2 separate regions of the Drosophila melanogaster genome follow, and region 2 is linked to region 1. A link is a contact called in public Hi-C data. All regions are on one chromosome and are shown on one strand. The core of a region is the stretch at or near the end of the contact, and the rest is flanking DNA. Distances in the headings are between cores, read along the strand shown. Region 1 holds the start of RhoGEF3 (Rho guanine nucleotide exchange factor 3). Region 2 holds the start of Tet (Ten-Eleven Translocation (TET) family protein).

What was found. A called contact is a pair of places that touch in the nucleus more often than the background predicts.
Region 2: a contact with region 1 is called in a Hi-C map of the Kc167 cell line, with 2.4 times the contacts expected there. A contact is called at or near these places in 2 of 107 Hi-C or Micro-C datasets (the Kc167 cell line and embryo).

What each region holds. Positions count from the first base shown.
Region 1 is chr3L:275,022-278,925 of dm6, reverse strand. It overlaps RhoGEF3 (Rho guanine nucleotide exchange factor 3), which reads right to left and starts at 1,489. Exons shown (of 16, transcript NM_001274273.1): 1 at 1,171-1,489; 2 at 595-748; 3 at 1-525. The coding sequence starts at 726. It overlaps ttm2 (tiny tim 2), which reads right to left and starts at 3,771. Exons shown (of 1, transcript NM_138179.3): 1 at 2,259-3,771. The coding sequence starts at 3,588. The coding sequence ends at 2,359.
Region 2 is chr3L:2,877,791-2,881,441 of dm6, reverse strand. It overlaps Tet (Ten-Eleven Translocation (TET) family protein), which reads left to right and starts at 2,284. Exons shown (of 11, transcript NM_001274414.2): 1 at 2,284-2,909.

The sequences.
Region 1 (3,904 bases), core at 240-2,739:
AGCTACAGCTACCGCCTCCCGCTTCGGATGTCCTGCGGGCTGATGGCGATTGTTGTCTAAGCTAAGATTCCGCTTTTGTTTCGAGGTGCGCTTCTGAGTTCCCTTCTTTTCGGCCCTTTCGGAGCCTGTGGCGGCCAGATTGCGCTCTAGGCTGCGCACCCTGCGGTTCATACCACCTTTGGTTTGGATTGGTTCCTGGACCTCGTTGTCGGTGCTGCTCGAATCACATTCGTAGTTTATGCTGATGGCGGTGCTACCGGAAGCTATTGTGGCTGTGTGGTGTTGTTTGATCTTGGCCTGCTTCCCTGACACATACTGATGCAGCTCCTGGGGCAGCTGGTTTTTGGCCAGTAGGCTGCTGGATGATGCCTGACCGCCCGTATCTGACCTCGTCTTGTGTTCCAAGAAGGATTTCCCAGAAATGCTACTGCGACGCATGGGATTCGCCAAGTGGCTTATGTCCTCTGTGTAGGCAGGATCATCATAGATCCTGTCGCGCACGGATGTGGCTGATCGGTCTTTGGTCTGAAAACAAACAGCGCTTTAAGATCTAGTTGCTCAAATGTTCTTTCCCTCTCACAACTCGCAACTCACCTTAACTTTGTTTTTCTTCCGACTTCGATGTGGTATCGTCACATCTGTCAATTTTAATAGCTTTGGTCGCAGTGACCTCTTCGACACCTTGCCCCTCTCATAATTCAGATCCAAAAAGGTTTCAGTTGCCATTATTTATAGATTACATGCAAATCTAGAAAATAAGATTTTAAATGGCCAATTTGGCTGAAATCTGCAGATAGTGCAGTGCCATGTGTGACTTAACTACAGCACTTAATTCAAAGTGTGTCATGCATTCTAAATACATTGGTTATCAGTCATTCCATAAAATATGTACATGTGGGCTCTCATCTGTATCTTTATTGTTATGATTGTGGGTCATTTCCCCCTGCGAGTGAGTGATAGCATAGTCACTTTAGGGTGTGGCAGTGAAGGATACGCAGTCAATGCATTTAGTCTAAAGCTTCCCATCGGCAATTTCCACATGGTTTGTTGAGCATACATATGCATAACATATGCATAGGTAACCAAAAAAAACACAAATAGGAGCAAATAGGCAAAATATGTGGGTCGGGTGGGTCCACTACAATTTTATTAGTTTAACTGCACACGCACCTGCTCATTGTCTGTGGCAAGAAAGCGGAATCCTTGGGGCATTAAAACACGGCTTGAGAGTAGATATCCATCCCACTAGCATTGAAGTTTCAAGTTAAGTGTGTCACGAATCTGGCCAAAAGCTGGCGAAGTTATTAACTGCCTTGCGTTTAGGTCATAGTTGCAATATTTTGCCACTTATTCCCAATCGTAAGCATTCAAACCTATATACACACACTGCTCGGCGTTCTATTGTATCTTCCAAGTGCCCTATTGCGTGCAGTGGGACTTTATCTGTACAACTGGGGCGAGAAGCGATATTCAAACCTTCCGTCCATTACGTTAAAGCCGAACTGAATTGTCTGCGCTCGCGATTCCTGCGGCTTGTGCGCTCCTGAATGGGAAAGTTGCTTTCCTTTCAGTTGCCCCATGCCCAGATTGCTCCGACAACAGCTTACAAGGATGCTGAGCCAAAGAGATTGCAGGATGCCGATGTGGGAGAGTACCAGACAAAGTGCCAAATGAACCAACGCCTGCGCCCTGGCTCGCCAGTTTGACGTCCGCAGTATACTTCCACCACCGAATTGTTGTGTGTTTTCAACATAAGGAGAAGAGGCCCAGCCAGCCACGAACCCTCAGCCAGAATCAAAATCTGCATCGAAAGTAACTAGACGGAAGGCTTACAGTACACCTGATCCCTTTACTTACTTATGCCAACATTCGGATGAATGTTCGCAGGGACGATACTGCGCATGACTCACCTAGTGGTGTGAAGTGCGTAGTTGTTGATTGTGGAAACATTCCCTCAAGAGTACACATGTGTCGTAGTTATTTTGGCACGTGCTCACGCACACCATCACATGGCAGCAACATGTTGCTGAGCTTGCGTGCTCGTGCTGGACTGAGGATTTCTGGAAGCCTGCATTCATATAAAACCGTAACACAACATTTTTCACAACATTACGGCTATGTATCCGCCTAGTGGCTGCACTGTTACCTTCAAGGAAGCATTGACGTTCCGCAGGGCAGTCTGCTTTAAATGCCAAATCAGAAATCATATGTTTTCAGACTTTTTCAATCAGAATACGCAAAAAACTGCAAAAGTAACTGCTGTTAGTAGGTAGACATTGAAGAATGCTAGGAAAGTTTTAATGTAATTTTTTGGGTGAATTAACAGTATTTAAGGGACACATCAAACGCACAATCTTTTTAATGATTTATGAAGCCACGGGTCCAGTTCTTGACAACGGGCCTAGACTTGCTAGTTTTTTCTACCTCCTCGGCGTGCATTAGCTCACCCAGCTTTCGCTGGTTTTCTCTGAACTGGGATAACGAGTCACTAAACTGATTGTAGTATTGCAGCACTTCTCGGACATCGTCGATCTCACTCGTTCCTAGAACACTAAGAAACGACGTGAGTTCAAAGAGGGTAGTGTCATTGTCGTTTCCAGACCACCGCGGGATCGAGAATGAATTCGAAGGGTGAAACTTGGTGGAATTTCTATCCCAGTCCACGACAACCACTCGCTTTAGGTCTCGGTTGAGGTTGTCAAGGTTCTTCACGTGGTGCCCTCCATCAAAGTGCGTAGAGTCGCGAACCAGGCGATACATAATACAGCCGTTCGGATCAAGCGCGTCGACCAGCGGGAACACAGTAACTCCTTGCTCCGCCGTGTAAACAACAATCTCAAAATACTTGGCACATTCTTTCAAAAACACGTCAACGCCAGGGCGCTTCTTGAAGCGCCATCCTGTTTCGTAGGTCCAATCGGGATGTACCAGCACATCCTTAATCTCAAGTACCAAAGTATACGGCGGCTGCACGTAGGGGGGCTGAAGGGGATCAGGAAGCAGCTTTTTTCTCGACGGCTCTTTGAAAAACCGTTGAAAGCGGTTCACCGACTTCCATGTCCGCCACATAAGCTGCTGCATCTGTGGCAGACAACTAAATTCGTCGATTACTTCATTTCCGTGCTCATCCAAGGACGGCCTTCCATAGAAATATATAGCCCAAAACGAGAACAACATGCTACCTATGCCGAAAAGCCCAAAGCCCAGTTTCATCCGCCTAAATGCCCGCTCCAATTCCTTCTGCTCCTCCTCCTCCTCAAGTTTCCGCCGCTCACGACTTTCCTCGTCGTTGGACTCCTCAGAGGTTTGTGGAAAGAGCTTCGTTAAAATTTGCGTAGACGTCTTCTCGTACGTCGAGTAGCGTCGGTGGCCAACGTATACGACGGATGCATTGCTGAGGTTCACACGGAGTCCAAAGCACGAACAGCGCCCAAGCTCCATTCCGGGTTTTCCAACATCTCCGCCTTTACGGGGCTGCTTGACCAGTGCCCGCCGCAAGCCGGAGGTCAGCGACCGCGACGTTACAATAAGTTTGCGGCAAATCTTGGGCCAGCCACATAACACCCTTTCAATGGCTATTAAAGACATTGGTAACTTGAAGATTTGCCTCGAAAGATCGATCAATTTAAAGGGGGCTTGCAGTTAAGTAAAGAAACACTATTAAATTTAACATCTTTATATTACCAAGCCGAGTTAGAGGTAACGTTTTCTTTTGTGTAATGTTAATTAAATTTTGTCGCAGACGGTTATTTTACTGTCGCGTCTAATATTAAATAAAAACTCAGAGCCAACTAACAGTTCTATCAATGCTCTTTGATTACTCAATAACAGGTCTCATTTTGTGCAGGTTTTCGCGGTATTGGGGTTTGTGAAAGCCTTGTTTCAAGAATTTCTAAAAGAGTGC
Region 2 (3,651 bases), core at 1,035-3,534, 2.6 Mb before region 1:
GATGCTGAGATACCGAGATACTCTGGAAATGCTCCTTTGGAGCTGTAAGTTGATAAAAAACCGGCGGCCAACTGGCGGATTTTAAACGGAATGAAATAAATTAAAACGTGGCGAGGAAATGCAGCCACAGGATGCTGTAGTCCTGCTGGGTGTGCCATGCATCTTATGGTGCATTCAACTTCAGCCAGTGATTTTCACTCTTCTTCAGCGTTTGCCCTTGGAGAAGTTAGTCTGAATACACGCTGGGTACATGGAATCGATCTAGGAGATGGCTGCACTTGAAGTTGTAGTTAAAAAATAAGCTAAATTTTATTTTAATATTCTTATAATCAACCTTATTGGCTAACATATCTCAACGTGCATTCGTTCCTACACATTTGCAAGCATTTTATATGATTAAAAGGTATACATACTTGAAATTGGCTAATAAATCTTACCCCTGTTTTCAGTGTATTACATTTATCATTTTTTTTTTTTTTTTTTTTTAATATTTTATTTTTCTATTCATGTTCTGTGCGCACATTTCATTCATTTTTCAAATACTTCTGCAGCACCAACTGTCAGATACATTTCTGGTTTCCTTTGCCGCACGTCTTTTTATTGTGGCTGCTTGCAGTGTGAATGTCCTTTGCTGTCCTCACAAAGGACACGCAAAAGCCAAATAAGAGCGAAAAAAGTAGAAAAAAACGCAAAGAGCGGAATGCAGAAGAACGAAGAGAGACTTGCAGCAGCTTCGAGTGCAGAAAACCCAACTATGAAGAACTTGTCTGCGGATCGTGAACTTAAGAACTATCTAAGAGGAGAAAAGGCCGGCTGCATTTTGTTGTTTGTGCAGATGTTTCTTCGAGGTTCCTCGAGGGATTTTATGGGTATGCGTTGCGTATGGGACAGGTCAGTGTTCGGAGGATTCGGATTCAGATTGAGATTCGGTTCCGGAGGATTCGAAGTCGGTTAAGGGTTGTGCCCCTAGGTTGAATGATTTTCCATTACGCAATGCAAATAGACAGCAGCGTTCCGCGTACTCGCTTTGTTTTGTTATTTTCTCTGTCAGCGCCAGGCAACAATGCAACTGTCAAGGTTTCCATTTTCCGCCGTGGATTGCTCTCTATGAAATGGCGAAAAAATGGCAGCTCCACTAATAGTTGGCATGAAACGAGGTTGCAACAGGACCGCCACGAGAAAAAAGTGAAATGAAATCAACCGCCCCCGCTCTTTGCGCAAAAGTAAAAAAGGGGCAAAACATGGCAGGCAAATTGTACCAAAATCCCGCAACGGCAGCCAGTGCAATGCCAGGATATATGGCACATGCCCACAAGGTCCTGCCTCCGTGTCCTGCGTCCAGCGCAGCAGTGGCAGCAACAGCACCGCAGCAACGTCCACGGCACCGCAGCAACAGCAGCGGGAAAGTAAAACTTATTCGGCTGGTCGAACTGCGAATGCCCTGAATTTCGAAACACATTTTGCGAGCTTATCTATTCTGATAAAATTGTAAATAAATCAATAAACTATACGCCAATTACCATATAATGCATGCTTGAATTCAATGTGCTTAATTGCTAAGTAAGCTAAGTAAGCTCCTTGGTTAGGGTATCAAAACAAAGGCAGCAGAAAATATCTCGTAGCGCACATAGATTGCAAGTTCGCATTGTGAGCGCGAAACTAGGGAAAAAAATTTTTAATTGGAACAACAACTGTACAGCGGCGCAGCAGCAGCAACAACAACAAAAGCGCACTTCAAACGCCGCATGTTCGTATCCGTGTCTTGTTGCAGCTGTGTGTGTGTGTGTGTGTGCTTGTGTGTTAATGAAAGAGAGAGGATGCAGCCGTAAATGTAACTGTGTGCGTGCGGCTGTGTGTTTGTGTGTGTGTGCCAGGACTCTCGAGCCAAAAGTTGCAGGCGCAACAGCAACAAGCAGCAGTTCGAAGTTAAATATTTAAGAATTTACAAAACTTTTTAGGGAACATAAAAATAAATACAAATTTCAAAACGAAAGAATCTTGCTCTTCATCTTTTAATGATGGTCAAACTGAAAAATAATATATTTTACGAATGACTAATAAGCACAAAAATAAATTAAAAATCATTTCTTAAAAATGCTTAAGTATTGAATGAATTATACAATATAAAACCGCTAGTTAAGAGAATTCGGTCGTCATGCTTGTTGTATTCTTAAGTTCGAGTGGAGCCCGCATTGGTTCGATGCGAACATGAACCTGTTCGCTTCGAGCACGAACTTGTTCGATACATTTTATGTTTGCTCCTTCATTTTCATTTTCATTTTCAGTTCAGTTAGTTCAGTTGTTGTGTATCCTTCGGGTGAAAAGTTTCCTACAAAACACGGACTTTTGCACCGCCGCCGCCGTTCGAGCGCTAGAAACGAGTGCGAGTGCGTGTGAGACTTACTAGCTAACTAACTGATTCTGATTCTGATTTTCGGGAATATACTATCCCTTCGGTGTGGGTGTGATCGAGTTCAAGGACTCGCGACTAACTTGTTCCAGTTTCGAAAACAGGCAGCCCCAAATAATGTGACCAATGTGACCAGTGAATTAGAATATCCAAGAGCAAAACAAAATCAAGAACTCCCGCAGATGCCGCACTTGCAGCTCCAAGTTCTTCAGCTTTTCATCCAAGTCCCGGTTTAATTTGCAGCTCCAGTTTCGCGCTCGGTTCTCTGGGTTTCCCTGCAATTTCCGCGATTTCCTTCTTTTGTTCCCTTCGTTCCGTTTTCGCGTCGCGGTTTGTTATTGTCAACTTTCGTTTTCGTGCGGTTTTTCGCGGCTTTTCTAACGGTCCAACGACGGTCGGCAAATGGATAGTGAAACTGGCTTGGATTTCCAATAGCTTCTAAGTACTCAACATTTTCCGAGGAAAAAAACTCGTGAAAGGACATGGATTAACAACTAAGGTTTGTAGTAGGGATTTAACAATATACATATATTTAAGTATATATAAATCGGGATGCTTTATGTATACCTTTTATCTATATATAACTATTCTGCGTATATAATCATTTTATTTGTGGTACCAAAGAAAATTAAATAAATGGTTTTTTTTTTTCATTAATTAAGCATAGCCATCAAACAAAAAGACAAATAGCCGCATACAGAACATAACTAACTCTTTGAAAACGAATCGTAAGGAACGTTTCCAAGAAACCAAACAGAATGGCCATATCCCTTTCATAAAACCGACTCCAATTAATAAAGCCAATTGAGCAAATGTATAAAAATGTTGAGCTCCAATCAAATATAAAACTCTACGCTTTTGTTCCTAATCCCTCAATTAAACTCACCTCTCGACCGAAAGCCAAAGAAAAACAAATTTCCAATTGAAATTTGCATTTGGGGCACAGGAAATACTTTCCAAGCGTAAACATGTAAACAAAGAGATAACAATTGTTATTGGTCATCCGAGGATCAAATTACAATAAGTGCAAGCTCAAAGAAGACCCAAAAAACAAAATCACAATCACCTAAGCAGGCAATTTCAGCGAGCTTTATTTGTGCAAGACAAATAAACAAAATAAAATAATAATATTACAGTAAAGGCAGAGGCTTCTCTTTTTGGACCGCAAACACTTATGGCAATGAGTAATGACTTTTAAAAGAAGAACTGTTTCTGATAGATACATTTTGCGTTTGTCTTAG